Linked DNA regions of Mus musculus: regions 1 and 2 are each linked to region 3. The links are chromatin contacts, called in public HiChIP or PLAC-seq and promoter capture Hi-C maps. All regions are on one chromosome and are shown on one strand. Each heading gives the region's core, a stretch centred on a gene start, on an enhancer-like site or on the middle of the called end of the contact. The rest is flanking DNA. Distances are from core to core; before and after follow the strand shown. Region 1 holds the start of 5033403F01Rik (RIKEN cDNA 5033403F01 gene). Region 2 has its middle 55 kb from the start of Dsp. Region 3 holds the start of Txndc5 (thioredoxin domain containing 5).

Region 1 (4,921 bases), core at 1,898-4,397, 430 kb after region 3:
TGTATTTTTTATCCATACCAGAGAACAAATAAACTGGCACAGCTATGACAGCCACTCTCAAACTCCAGCTCACAGCACCCGTCGCCTGGACACGGTTTTGAAAGGACCGTGATGTTGGCAAACTTGTTTAGCAAGAATGAAAATCCACAGTAGATAAGAACAGGGAGGAGAATGAGATACTGATGCTGCAGGTAGGCAAACATGCACACACAGAGTGAGCCTCAGAAAATCCCTTCCCCACTTTTACTGACATCGGAATATTTATGCAGAAGGCAACTCTTTCCTAACATTGCTCTCTTCTGAAATGTTCAGAGTTAAATAAAATGCCAAGTTAACTAGCGCTGACAGTGGAAGAAAGCACCCCATGATTTGGAACTTTGCGTCTGAGCTCTGGAGCCACCTGAGGAGTCTTGGGCAAAGTCAACTCTCTGAGACTCAGGTTCTGAATCTCTACTGGGCAAAGGAAATGCAAGGGTTAAAGCATCTCTGCGGGATCTCTGAGACAAGTGTAAAAGAGCACAGCACACAGTATGGCATCCCAAATGCGGTAGCTTTTAGTATCCAGCTTTTCAGAAACACTGCTGAAGAGGTCTGGTGTGCTTAAGCTGACTCATCCTCCGGACATGGAATAGGAAACGGGGATCTGGAGTTCCCACCTAGCCTTCACTACAAATGTCCCTTCCGTCATCCACTATCAGAAAAAAAGATTCTCTTGTGCTCTGTTAAACATGTGACCAACATTACTCCATTCCACTCTCCTCCACTTTAACACTCCTACACACTTCCTGGAAGCCTTATGAGATGCAGTTCTAGGCTGCAGCACTACCCTCTTTAAAACACGTCCAACACAACACCCATCTCTCCTGAATTCTCTTTAGAGAGCACTTGTGCTAACAAGGAAATGGAGCCACTGTCACTGCTAACACGACATCTCATTACCACCAAACCTGCCCTGTAAAAGTCTGGCATTCAGTGTGCAGCTTTACACTACACTACTGATCAGAATATCGCTGGTCAGAAAGCATGAGTGAGGAAGGCCTCTGCTACTCTCAAACTCCGATCTCCGATGCTTGCAGTCTCACTTCTGTTTCTATTGTTAATAATTGATATTGTTATCTAAAGAATCAGAGCCAGGCATGGAGAGATGGCGTGGTGGTTAAAAATGTTTATTCCTCTTGCAGAAGTTTGGTTCCCAGCACCCGTCCTTGTTAGGTTTGCAATTGACTATTACTCTACCCTCAGATTCCCATCAGAACCCTCTCATGCATATATCCACAAGTACATTCATACACACACACACACAGACACACACAGACACACACACTACAAATAAATCTTATACAAACGAACAAACAAACAGGGACAAAGTCCTTATGGTACGGGGGGGGGGGGGGGGGGGGGGGGGGAAGGAGCCTGAACTACACAGAGAATTTAACACAAGGCTGGGCTACAGAGATCTTGTCTCCAAACAAACAAACAAAAGCTCAAGAACAGGATTACAAGTTTTCAAATCAAATAGCCAACATCTTGCTTTGCTTTAGAGACTCATAATACCCTCTGAAACTAGAACAGAAAGAAGTTGTGGAAGTGGATTGCTGCCTTGGGTCTCTTCTTAAAGCGCAACAGACACTTGGCACATTGCAGGGAGACATAACGGCTAAAATGGAGGTCAAAGAAGTGCTTAGAGTAAGTAAACACATACTGTGTGTGCACACACACAATCGGAAACAGGTGATGTTGCCTTACAATGACACACTGAAATAAAAGCTTATTTCTTTATACAAGTCTGTGTGTCTATGCCACAGATGGCAAGCAAGGGTCAGAAGACAACTCCTGGGAACTGGTTCTCTGTCATTTCACCTTATTGGTTCTGGGCTTGGCCACAGGCTTGGCCTCAGGTGCTCTTACCTGTCAGCTTGCTGGCCTCACCTTATCTCTTAACCTAGTCTTTTTTTTTTTTTTTTTTTTAATGTGAAGGAGGTACGCTTTCTATTACAAAGCTGGAATGGGAGGAAAACTTATCATGTGCACAGCCTGGAAAAGTCCCAGCTTCGCCAGAAACCTGCAACGCTCTAGTAACAATCATGTCTTCACAACTGGGTTCCAGGTGTGGGATAAGATCAAAGAGCAGAAAAACAAGATTGTGATTTCTCCCATACCTTATCACACAAAAGGGTGAGAGACTGGTGATTTCCGAAACTCTATTCCCCTCAAGGGCTAACAATAGGATTTAAAGTAGACTTTAAGCAGAAGTAATGCTATCTAAAATATTTTTCAAACGTTGTCAGTGTCTTTCCCCTCCAAGTCTCAAACTATCTCAACTCACTTGTAACAGAAATGTTTAACTAAAATTCGGGATTCTGATAATCTACTGTAGAAGTAACGCAGATGTAATTCATTCAAACACAAAAAACCAACCAAACAAAAAAACTCAAAACAAACAACTCATGATAGTAAACTAACAAAATCTTTCAGTGTTTTTCCCAAAGAAGAGAAAAGGAAGGAGGAAAGAAGGAAGACACGGAAAGATAGACAGACAAGGTAGGAAGAAAGAAAGGAGAAGAGAATTCAGCTGTAAAGCCCGAAAGAACGTACAGGGATTTCAGCGACATAAACTTAGCAGCCCTGCAAGAACAGTCAACTCGCTGCAAGGCAAACAGTCACCAGGTAACGGAGAGAGCGGACACAGACCCGGAAATGACTCTGAACTGCAAAAACAGCCAAGGGAATCCGAGAGACCAAGTCTCTGAGCACAGAGAGCAGGGTAGAGGAGGGGTCCGGCCCGGGGGTTCTCAGGCCAACAGGGAACGATGCTCTTCCCGGAAGCGCGCGCCCCGACCACCCCGACGGCGGCGGCGTCCACCTTCTCTGTTGACACGGTGTGGGAGCCCACCCGAGTTCTGCCTGACGACGCCTGGCCGCGCAGCAAGACCCCCACCTCCCAGCTCCGCCGCTGTCACCTCCTCGGTCTCCGTCTCCGCCTCCGGGTCTGCTCCCGCGACGGCCGCCTCGGCCGCCACCTCCCCGGAAGGTCTTCACACGCCGGACCCTGCGCGCCACTTCCGCCTAGGCGTCTCTGTGCGCGTGCGCCGGCGCGCGGCTCCGCCCCTTCGCCCTCCCCACCCCCTCGGCTGTTTCTACCTCTCCACCCTGCTCCTGCGTGCTCTGAGCAAGGGTCCTGTCCATCTCGTGGCTTCTGCGACCCAGTTGACTTCACATCCGCGATCGTGAGCCGGGGCGTGTGAAGGATGCCAAGGTTTAGAGTGCTCGAGCCGGATCTCAGCAGCCTGAGGTTCCCTTTCCCCAGCCTCCACCTTTTGATTCAAAGGGATGAAGTTGCTTCTCAACTACTTTCCTGTCCCAGTTCTCCGGACTCACTCCTACCCTTCTGGCCAAGGTGGACTGAAGAAACAGGAAGCCTGCGTCACATGCCCTTACAGTGATGATGGTTTGTAATTGGCCAGAAATGAACCAGGATTGTGTTGACATGCCACTCACTGCTTGAAATGTAAATCCCTGGCTTGGAGTCTGACAAATGTTATAAAATCTCTGATATTTGATCGCCAAATATCATAAATTATTCCACATTGAGAGCTACACTTACAGTTACTGAGATACAATGAAGAAAATGCCAAGATGGGCTTGGCGATAAGGATTATTACGATTACCTTAACCGGAATAGTATTCAAGAGTCTGCTTTGAAAAGGGGTGAATAGTGTCAACAGAAACGTTACAATCCGGTCAGATGTGTGTAAGTTTTAAAATTTCACAAGAATTAGGCATTGGGAAGCATTTATGCCTTAGGAGAGAATCTCTGAAGTGGTGAGGGAAAAGGTCCAGCTAGACATTTTAAAAATACCAGCCTTGCTAAGCCAGTTTTGTATGAAAGTTGAAACTTTAAAAAAAGGGGAGGAAAGAAAAAATCCTAAAGAGAATAACAAAGCCCATTTAGACATTTAGAGATGTCATTCTATGGCTCAACAATAGCAAATAGTAGCAGTAAAACAACTGTCAGCCAAGAAGGAACATTATTTATCAAACACCTGTTGAATGTGCCTATGTGTAGGGTCATATGCATAATTTATAAGTAGCTTATATGGACTTCCAGCCCTTAAGGAGTTATAGGACATAGGTGAGAAGGTAAATGGTAATATAAATCTGGAATACAAGAGGGGTTAAGGTCCACCCACTCTTGCTTAGGCAATCACAATAGCCTAGCTGGCTTCTATTATCTTTTACTTCCTTACAGCCTAATTCTGCCCAAGAGCAGGATTTGATGCTGCTTTGCTCTCAATGCTTTAATGGCTTTTACCATCTCATTGAAACCTAAAACCCTCTCCGTGGTTTGCAACTTGTTCTTGATGGGTCATATCCAAACAACACTTTAGAATTCATCTAACCCCCGTCAGGCACGACATGCCTCACTTTGCTTTGCTTTTCCTATTCCTTTGGTGTGGCACATTGCCCTCAGATATGTCCACTGGGAATGAAAACCAAGCATTTACCAACTGTTACCGTGGAATTAGGGATGAGGTGAGTGAGAGAGTAAGCAGGTAAGAGCAGCCCTGTTTGCCAATAGGAGCAAGGAAGACTGCAGTTATGGCCAGCCACAAAGCTAGATCCGAAACAGGGTTACCATTGCCTGTGGACTCATGAGGAATGCATACTCTTAATGTGAAGACAAGAAGCGCAGTCTCAGCATGTTGATAGCTTTTGACTAACCACAGAACAAACAGAAGAACCAAGGAACTATTCCCACAAAAGATAACCTCATGCCCAAACTCTATCCTTGAGAGGGAAACAGATCCCGTGACTCTTGATGAAAAACATTGTATTGCCACTGAGAAACACTGTATTTCAGTTTAGTGGTCATCTCCCAGCACACTTGAAGCCATTTGCACAAGGAGTTACTCTGTAGAAA
Region 2 (4,888 bases), core at 1,411-3,910, 430 kb before region 3:
AATAAGGTGGAAGGCAGAAAAAGACAAACAAGCTTGTTCCTCAACCTCTGCAGATATGCCATAGCATGTGACTGCACACAAACACACACACACACACACACACACACACACACACGCACGCACGCACATATGCATGGTGAAAACAAATAGGTTCTATGTGTCAGGAGAGGCAAAACAGAGCATAAGACACGGTTGGAACATCAAAGTGATGGGGCTATTGGAGCAAATTTACTCAAGATAAATGTCATGGCCCCATCCTAGTTGCACCTGGATTAAGAATGGGAAAAATCAAACACAACACCCTTGTAGAGTGGACAGTATTGTCCTGAGGTAAAGAGCACACATAAATGTTTAAAACCCTGGGCTCTGTACCAAGCACCAAAAAGCTAACTAAACGTGATGGGCAAGTGCTCTTGGTTTATTTTTTGTATAGCTTTGAGGCAGGGGTTGGAGGGGGAGGGGGGTGGTGGGGGTGGGGAGAAATGGATTATCCACTAAGACAGAAGGAAAAGGCCACAGACGTTAGCAGCAACGATCTTTGCGGGGAAGGATTGGGGATTTTCTTCTTTGTAACTGTCCTGTAAAAAAAATGTTATTTTTTAAAAAATATTTTTAAATGGTTTGTTTTTGTTTTGTTTTAAAGTGTGTGTTTGCTTGTATGTGTGTGTTGGGGGGTATGTACACTTCAATGTGTAAGGGTCCAAGAATTGCCAAAGAATAGCACCTTGGACTCAGATAGTATGCAAAAGCAAAGAGTGTTTATTCCATGGAAATCCAGCATGTAGGGGTCTATCATTAATCTAAATGGAGACCCCAGACAAAGGCTTGCAGACTTATTGATAGGGAACTAAGAGGAATTTTAGCTAGTGTTAGGTAATCTAAAATGTGACTGATGGGTGCCAGGGATGTTACATGGGTTGGTTTCTGATTGGCTTCTATGTTAGTTTTACCATATTTGATGAGGCCTTGAGGAAATTCCAGGAACAGACTCAACTCCAAGCTTGTCTCTCTTTGACAGAGCCATCGGGGATTAACAAGCCATCATCAGTAGCTCCCTCTGAGAACTGCTTCCCTGGGAAACCGAAACATTTCTATTTCTAAGGGTTTTATTTCTTATGGGACCTCTCAGGTCCAGCTAGCTGCCCAAGGTGGCCACAAGAGCATGTCCAGCCTGGAGCAGCAAAGGGCTGTGAGGCATCTGCAGTGGAATTCAGACTGTCTGCCACAGCAGCACATGGTCTTAACCCCTGAACCACTTCTCCAGCCCTGTTTTCTTACTGTACTTTACTTTGCAAATATATTGAAAATATCAAAAAAGGAATAGAGTTTAGGTGTTTTCTTCCCCTCCAAAATGGTAGACACAAGAGTGCTGGTGATAGATACTCACAAATACACTATAGATCCAAATATTGCTCACCTACTCAGTCTTGCTACAAGCTGAGCTTCGATAGACTTTGCTTTCATCTCTTCCTGTCATGGAGTTGAGTTTTAACAGCTCAGAGAGGGACAATATGATTGTGGAAGTGACTGGCTCATGGTTGCACAGTTTCTTGTTTTACTTTGTTTATGACTCTCTGAGACAGGGTCTCACTCTGTAGCTCTGGCTGACCTGGAACACACCATGTAGACCAGGCTGACCTTGAATCCACAGAAATCTGCCTGCTTCTACCTCCCGAGCACTAGGATTGAAGGTGTTCACTACCATGCCCGCTGTATTTTTGTCTTGACAAACTTGAAGTTTGCAAGTAGACCATAGATTATGGGAGCTAATGAATCTTTTAACTGTGAGCTGTAATCTCTTAACTGTGGTTTCTTTGTTGACATAAAGAATGTGATTTAATGCCTCTGCTAAGAGCACTGGAAAATTCTAAAATAAAGTATTATTATTGACCAAAGTAGAGATTTCAAAGTTCAATTTGTTTGGCAGGAGGAAAGGTTCTCTTATAAGAAGACCACCACCCCCCCAACCCTCATGCCAACACACACACACACAAGGTCTTTGCTATGTAGCCTTAGCTAGACTGGTACTTAACATGTAGTCCATCTGCCCTCAAACTCAAGGCAATCCTCCTACCTCAGCATCTTAAGTGCTGGGATTCTGGGCATATGTTGCCTGACAATTATTAAACTCAACATTAGTAAGTGTTTGTAAGAGGATGACTTGAAACGCACGTTTGGGTGTATCCTTGTTTTAGAATATAGTTTCCTTTCATTGGCCTCCTGGGAAAAGATTTACTTTTCTTTGCAACAAGTCCTTAAACAGAAGGAATGTCAGCCCCTACAGGAACTGGTGGAGGCAGCCCTCTGAATTAATTAGCCACAGCTGGAAGGGAAGAGTAGCTTGCCTCTCTCCACACCTATTCCTGAACTACAAGAAAGAAAACCATCCCAACAGCTGGAAGCCACCCAGAAGGCAGGTACAGACCCTGCTCCTCCCGGCATGCCCATTCCCTGAGGTGTACCACCATCCCGGAAAGTCTGGTTGCAGCTGGCATCCTGTGCAGGCAGGCTTGGTCCTGATAGGTGACGTTGTGGCTGCCAGGACAGGCTTGTACTTAGGCTCTGGTGTGTGAAGCAGCCACACCACAATGCTGAACTAGGATTCTAGAGACACTCTCAAGCCTCAGTCACCGAGGCCTGGTGGTGAAAAGCTCTGGGAAGGGCCCATTTTCCTTGTCACACCTTCAAAACAAACAAATGGCTGAGCAATGCTACACCCAAGAGTTGATGGCGCGGCACTCAAATTTCTCTCGATTCTGCTGTGTAAAACAAGAGTTCAGAACCCACTTAGGGGTGGGCACGATAGATCAATACCTGTAATTCCAGCACTTCAGAAGCCGAGCCAGGAGGATTGCCCTGGGCTTGAAGAGAGTCGGAGCAATCCTGACATCCTGTCTCAAACAAAACAAAACAAAACAAAACAAAACAAAACAAAACAAAACAAAACAAAACACCCAAACCCAGAACTCATCTGGGGTTGCTCAGCTGCTCTGAGGTCCACTGTCTTTCTCTTTATTGCTGGTGCTTATCCTTGTAACAGGAAGGGCTTTCTTCAGAGGAACTCAGAGCCTGATAAACCTGGTAACACAGAGAACATTTTTGGCTAAGGTGTCCAAAAGAGCAGACAAGTCTATGCAAGGTGTTTGGCCCAAATTTAGCCGCAGACACCCGAGAGTGTATGAGCAAAGGTGTTTAGTAAGGGTTTCCTGGGAGACAGTTTGGGCATCAGTGCTGGTCACACACACAAGATCTCCTTCTGCTTGGTGGGTTCTGCTCCTCTGATCTGTGTGACTGCACCTGTGCAATGCAAGATTCTGGATTCCTTCAGCCTTACAGTAAGTTTTAAAATCAGACAAATAGAGACAACTTTGTCGTTTTCTAAAATTGTTTGGGTGGTCTTCATCATTGTTTTTCTCTATAGCTTTTAAGGTCAGCTTAATAAATTCTATTTTTAAAAAAAGTCTGTTAAGATTTCTAAAGGCATGGTGGCCCGTGCCTTTAATCCCAGCACTCAGAAGGCAGGCTGATCTCTGAATTTGAGGCCAGCCTGGTCTGCAGAGAGTGTTCTAAGACAGCTAGGGCTACACACACAGAGCAGCCCTGTCTTGAAAACCAAACCAAACCAACTAACCAACCAAAGATTTCTAAAGGCTGGGGAGAGACTCAGTGGGTGAGAGTTCACACACCCAGCTCACATGTGCAAAGCTAGGCATTGCTGTGCATGCCTGTACCACCAGCCTTGGGAGACAGAGACAAGTCGATCCTGAGAGCACACTGGACAAAATGGTGCTTACCAAGAAACCCTGTCTCAAGATAAAAAAAAGATGGGACATAATACAGGAGGATACCTAATGTTCTGCTCTGGCTTCTGCACATGTTTGCATGAGCACATACACCTGTATGTTCACAGGCATGCATCACATGCACAAATAAGTAACACACACAAAAAAGATTCTGGGTAAAATGGTGTTGTGGTTAGTCACCTGGGAAGAGGCAACCTCGGATGGGAAAAATGCCTCTTTCAGATTGGCCTGGAGGCAAGTCTGGGAGATGCTCTCTTGGATAATGATTGATGTGGAAGGAGCCAGCCCTCTGGAGGTGGTACCAGCCCTCAGTCCACTGTACCAGCCCTGGCCAGGTGGTCCTGAATTGTATATATATATAAAAAGCAAGCTGGGCAAGCCATGGGGAGCAATCCAGTAAGCAGCTGGGCGGGCTAGTTTTATGCCAACTTGACACAAACTGAAGTCATCTGAGAGGAGGGAACCTCAGTTAAGAGAATGCTTGCAAGGCTGGAGAGTTGGCTCAGTGGTTCAGAGCACAGGTTGTTGTTGCAAATGACCTGGGTTTGATTCCCAATACACACACACACACACACACACACGTGCGCGCGCGCGCGCGCACACACACACACACACACACACACACACACACACAGGGTTACCACCTCCTCAAGCACCAGCCTGTGTGGTGCAAAGACACCCATGAAGAAAAAATATTCATACACATAAAATATGAGAGAGAGAGAGAGAGAGATCATAAGATTGGTCTGTAGGCAAGCTTGTAGGGCATTTTCTTAGTGATTGATGGGGGAGGGTCCAGCCCATTGTGGGTAGTCCCAACCCTAGGCTGGTGGTCTTTGCTTCTATAAGAACAAAGGCTGAACACGTCATGAAGAACAAGTCAGTAAGTAGCACGCCTCTGTGGCCTTGCATCATCAGCTCCTGCCTCCAGGTTCTTGCCAGGTTGTGAGTTCCTGTGCTGACTTCCTTTGATGATGTACAATGATATGGAACCATAGGTAGAATAAACCCTTTCCTCCCCAAGTTGCTTTGGTCATGAACTACAGAACACCGAGGCTGATGGTGAAGCTGAAGGCTTCCACTCC
Region 3 (4,883 bases), core at 1,587-4,086:
TATATTTCAAATGTTATCCCCTTTCTTGATTCCCCCCCCCAGGAGCCCCCATCCCATCCCCCCTCCTCTTGCTTCTATGAGGGTGCACTCCCACCCACCCACTCCCAACTCCCCACCCACGCATTCCCCTACACAGGGGCATTGAGCCTTTCCAGGACCAAGGACCTCTTCTCCCATTGATGCCCGACAAGGCCATCCTCTGCTACATATACGGCTGGAGCCATGGGTCCCTCTATGTGTACTCCTTGGTTGGTGGTTTAGACCCTGGGAGCTCTGGCTGGTTGATATTGTTCTTCCTATGGGGTTGCAAACCCCTTCAGCTCCTAAGGGTTGTCCTGATGTTAGCGGAATTTGATCAGATATGCTCAGTTTAGAGTTGTAGATAGACATCCTCTATACCCTTGAAAGGGTTCTTATGAAAACAATACAAGATTTAAAAAGAAGATAAAGATTTAGTTCCCTCTAACCCAAGTTAACCTGACCACTTGGGGTCATCACCACACAGGCAAGCCTCTCCCCACCCAGGAGGACTAAAGAGTCCACTGCTTCTCTCTAACTGGCATTTCTGGTTTGGAGCCCTTGTGGATACAGCACTACAGAGACTGCCGGCTGTATTCAGATGTGGCCTGGAGCCAAGTGACAGAGCAAAGGCACCTAACCTTACCTTTGACCTAACTGTCCCTAGGTTCAGTGTGACCAGATGCTGGCACCAGATCAACAGCAGGAGGACAATCCTGCACCCACAAAGCTTAGAACAAATACAGAGACAGGTCAGTGCCATCACTACACAGTGTCCTTGCCCCAGCATCACACATGGACAGTGAACATTCCAGGCACTCACGGTGAGAAAGAAGTGGGGAGAGGACCCAGCGTAGTCTACCTTGAGTACCATGTTGTTCTTAAAATTTTGAAATCTTAGCACTCTGTAGGCTGAGACCAACAAAGTCATGAGTTCAAGGTCAGCTTGGCTACACAGAGAGATCCTGCCTCAACTTCCCCTTAAAACATCAAAAACCCAGCCTTCAAAGGCCATGGGTGGGCTCCTACATCTCTCTAATATTTTTATCAGAATAGCAAGAAGCAAACAATTGAAGGCTTATCCTAGAGAGCAGCCTCGACCTAAACGTCTGTAAGCCATAGAGTTAAAAAAAAAAAAAAGAATCTGTGGTGTATACCCCAACTGGCCAAGACTAGCTGGTTATTCATTGCATATATTCTAAACTTAAAACTCCATCAGCACTCCAGAGAACCTAACCCTGCCTGCATGTCAACTTTTCTCATAAAACTAAAAACCCTTAGATTTATTCCACCGAAATCAACTCCAATTAAGTCCTGTGGTGTACTTAACTGGAATCACTACTTTGAGACGACTTGTGCACAGAGTAACTATTAACGCGACTGACTGTGGCAGACTCCCAGTCTTTTTCTTTCAATGGTAGTTCTACAGACTCAAGTGGCTGTTCTTGGGAATGTAAAACAGTGTATCCCATTCCTGCATTCTTAACTGATAATGGCTGTGAGCCAAAATGATCCCCTCCCCCACAAAGTTAATTTAACACTAAACGAATTGAAATGCAGTAATAGCCCGCTCTAGGGTTATGGGCAAAGTTTCTCCCACTTTAGAAAAATACAATCACTGACTACATTGGATTCCACAGGCACATTTTTCTTAACTGCTTAACCCCCTGTCCTTAATGAGTCCCTACTGAGCTAGAGGAAGAGTACTTTGCTCAGCAATAAACACAGCCAGAACATCCCACATCTCAAGAGCCTGTGCTCTAAATACCGCTTTCTGCTGTGGACCGGAGAACTTCTTTCTCTGAGCATCTAGGCCCCAGTAGCAAAGCACTGCTATGTCTAGACTAATTCTTGGGGTAGTGAGGTGCACCAGGAAGCCCCAACCGAAGAATGGAAGCCTGAAGTTATGACTTTTAGGAAGAACAGTTCGACCTCACACTTTCCAAATGACCGGGCCCCAAATGAGAACAGGAGGTGAAAGAGTTAAAGGCCTTGAGAATACAGCTCACATCCACTCCAGCGTGCAGCGGAGACTCCAAAACTGGCACCTCGCTGGACTCCAGGGGCCGGGGAAGTCTCAGTTCCCGACCTAGGCTATCTTTTCCTACCCTCGACACACAAAGTGGGCAATCACATCTTGAGGGGGCCTTAGATTTCCAATCCAACCCAATATTGATGGGCCAGCAGGAAGAACCCTTCAGGATAGGGCACGTGGACGCCGGGCTCCCGCCGCGTCCGGCCAGCACAGGAAGTTTGGGGAGCTGGGCAGGGGACAGAAGCGGGGGATGCCTGGACTCCAGCAGTGTGGCGGGGTGGAGAGGCTTTTCCGGGTCTCCCCTCGGGGCCCGCCCTTCCTAGCTCGCAGGCCGGCGGCTAGCGCCACGTCAGCGGCGAGGCCCGAGCGCGGCCCACGCCCCCGGCGCAGCCTGCGCGGCCTCGCGCCCTCTCCCCGGTCCCCGGCTCCAGGTCCCTGGTCCCCGGTCCCAGATCGGGCTCCGCCGGCCTGCTGGAGCTGCAGTTACCAGGGCGCGAAGAACATGACGAAGTGCGCGGCGCTCTGGATCCCGTGCGTGAACATGTCGGCCGTATACAGGTGCTTGGCGTGCGGGTCCTGCTCGACCCCGCTGTCCGCTTCCACCTCCTGGGCCCGGGCGCCTTTGCGCGCCCCGAGCAGCAGCAGGAGCGTGGCCAGGGCCGGCAGCCCGGCCAGCGGCTGGAGGAGGCGTCCTGGGCGCGGGGGCATCGTGGCGGGGCTGGCGAGCTCTCGCTCGTGCCGCGGGTCCCCTCCGCGGCGCCGCTCCCGCCCCGGCTCCTCCCACGACCGCAGAGCCACGCCTCAATCACGCCCCCGCTCGCAGAGCCACGCCCCCTGTCCCGCCGGCTCACCTAGCAACTTGCTGTCTTCTGCTGAAAGCCACCAGGAAGAGGTCGCTTAGGTCCTGGGGTCCTTGTGCAGCACCTCCAGCGCTATCTCAGTCCGGTTCCCTTCCATCCCGCTGAGCTCATTCTCCTTCCCAAGCTCCTCATCAGCCTTTCCCTGCTAGGGACGAAGAGGCCAAGCTGCCAAGCTATGGAACAGTGGCAGCTTCTGTTGATAACTAATCAGACACCAAGAGACCCGAGAGTTTAGGACCAAGCTGAGCTGCTGTCAGCAGAAAGGAGGAAATCAGGCAAACGTGTGTGGGGTTTGCTCTTGCATAAGTCAGATTCTTAGCCAAAGCTCAACTGTGATTTGAGGGCCTGGCCTCAGGGGGTGTGATGAAACCACTTCCCAAGAGCACCTCCTCTGTTATCCTGCCCTGCCTTCACTTTGAAAAGGAAAGGCAGTCAAAGTGGCCCTTCCTTCAGGCCCTGGCTAGTGCCCTGTGTGCCCTAACTCACCCTGGATAGGAAAATGAATGGCAACAGCTGTTCTGGGTGAGAGCTAACGCCTGGGCTGGGGCGCATGGACCCACGCCAACTCTTGAACTTTAAGTCGGGTGGCAATCTAAGCTCCCTGCCCTGCCTTGAAAACCTGGAGCTAAGTTAGGGAGAACGAAACAACCACTAGACACTTGAGAGAGGTCCTAGAGCTATGCTCTGTACCGATGAAAAGGAAGCTGGCATCATAAGACATATATATGGTGATCTTTTATTGGGAAAAAGCAACGGGCATAGTAAGAAGAGTACATGGCCATCTTGTATTGGACTTCTGAGCAACACTTCTGAAAATCACCTGATCTTTATTAGCCTCAGCCTCCCTAAACCAAAAGCCTGGGTTAGCAACAGTTGGGGGTGGTGGTAAAGGGAGGGGCAGGGAAACTCACATCATCTGTAACTATTCTCATGTTAGGTTCGTCCACCTGTAAATGTTTAACCATGGTTTTCCAAACACCAAACTGCAGCATCTCTTGCTTGCCCCCTCTCTCCCTTTGTGCCCTCACATTCTGAGTAAGCACAGTTCAGCCAAACGCTTCTTCCGGCTTTCCTAACCTGAACAGACCTAAACTTGCCCATCGCAGGAGAAGTTCTATGAGCATCCTTTGCCCACGTGATTTTGACTATGGCAATTTGTTGCTCCAACTTGAACCAGCACACCAACTCTGCCCAGTAGCCTTGGCATACAGACTAAAATAGAAATCCCTGATGCTGTCCTTGAAGGCCTCCTGTGATGTGCTCTGCCATGCCTCGTGTCCTGTGAGGCTTGCTGGTGACCAGAAATCCAAGAACTCTTGCCATGTCATCTGTACTGTCAAGGTCAAAGCTTTATGCTCCTCAATACTTCTCTCACTTCATTGCTAAGACATCGCAACAGAAGGTACTATGTTTATAATATCAACTCCTTTTTCACCTGCCCAAAGCTGTGTGGTTCCAGATCCCTTTGGGGGTCAAATATCAGCTATTAACATTATGACTTGTAACAGTAGCAAAATCCTAGATTTGAAGTAGCAATGAATAGTTTTATGGTTGGGGTCACCACAACATGAGGCCCTGCATTAGAGCGTCACAGCATGAGGAAGGTTGAGAACCACTAGCACAGACCATAGCTCTTGGAGCCCTCTCGAACGCTGGCTGTTGGTTGATGTTTCACTCTTGCGTCTCGTGCAGTTGAGACGAAAGGCAGATAGCACCCTTTACCAATGTGTTCCCTTCTATCCACAGACCTTCAGCTCCCGACATATTGGATCTACTGAGCATCCCACCATCATCTGCCCTTGCAGTTTTTGCCATCCTCCCAGGACACTCTCCTATTTCACTGAAGACTGTGGTGCCTTCCAGATGACAGAATTCCCAACAACCCTTTCCTGTCATCATTCCTGGTGACTTTGGTGATTTTGACATTTCCATCAGGAACCCCTTTATACAAGGGAATCTAGAATGTTTAC

What was found. HiChIP or PLAC-seq counts read pairs in DNA pulled down with a chosen protein or histone mark. Capture Hi-C pulls out chosen DNA fragments and counts their contacts.
Region 1: a promoter capture Hi-C map of adipose tissue shows a contact between it and region 3. The contact joins the promoter of 5033403F01Rik here to the promoter of Txndc5 in region 3. A contact is called at or near these places in 1 of 39 promoter capture datasets (hematopoietic stem and progenitor cells), 4 of 484 Hi-C or Micro-C datasets (CD4 T cells, CD8 T cells, the G1E-ER4 cell line and 1 more), 2 of 115 datasets of contacts at active chromatin or transcription factors (memory CD8 T cells and pancreatic cancer cells) and 2 of 9 other capture datasets (adipose tissue and liver).
Region 2: a contact with region 3 is called in a FOXA1 HiChIP or PLAC-seq map of pancreatic cancer cells. The contact joins the enhancer-like site here to the promoter of Txndc5 in region 3. A contact is called at or near these places in 7 of 39 promoter capture datasets (the 3T3-L1 cell line, embryonic stem cells, frontonasal cranial neural crest and 3 more) and 4 of 115 datasets of contacts at active chromatin or transcription factors (bone marrow-derived macrophages, embryonic stem cells, extraembryonic endoderm stem cells and 1 more).

Annotation. Positions count from the first base shown.
Region 1 is chr13:38,957,472-38,962,392 of GRCm38.p6, forward strand. 5033403F01Rik (RIKEN cDNA 5033403F01 gene) reads left to right here and starts at 3,148. Exons shown (of 3, transcript NR_131019.1): 1 at 3,148-3,751. Slc35b3 (solute carrier family 35, member B3) reads right to left here and starts at 3,066. Exons shown (of 10, transcript NM_134060.4): 1 at 2,961-3,066.
Region 2 is chr13:38,093,886-38,098,773 of GRCm38.p6, forward strand. No RefSeq gene overlaps it. Among named protein-coding and RNA genes, the nearest start is that of Dsp, 55 kb to the right of the region's middle. Within about 2 kb of position 2,661, at least 14 of the 459 cell types and tissues checked have an H3K27ac peak or open chromatin away from gene starts, as enhancers often do. A contact at or near this core is called in pancreatic cancer cells, where this site is marked.
Region 3 is chr13:38,525,648-38,530,530 of GRCm38.p6, forward strand. Txndc5 (thioredoxin domain containing 5) reads right to left here and starts at 2,837. Exons shown (of 10, transcript NM_145367.4): 1 at 2,541-2,837. The coding sequence starts at 2,761. Gm31834 (a long non-coding RNA gene) reads left to right here and starts at 2,256. Exons shown (of 2, transcript XR_382215.4): 1 at 2,256-4,315; 2 at 4,660-4,883.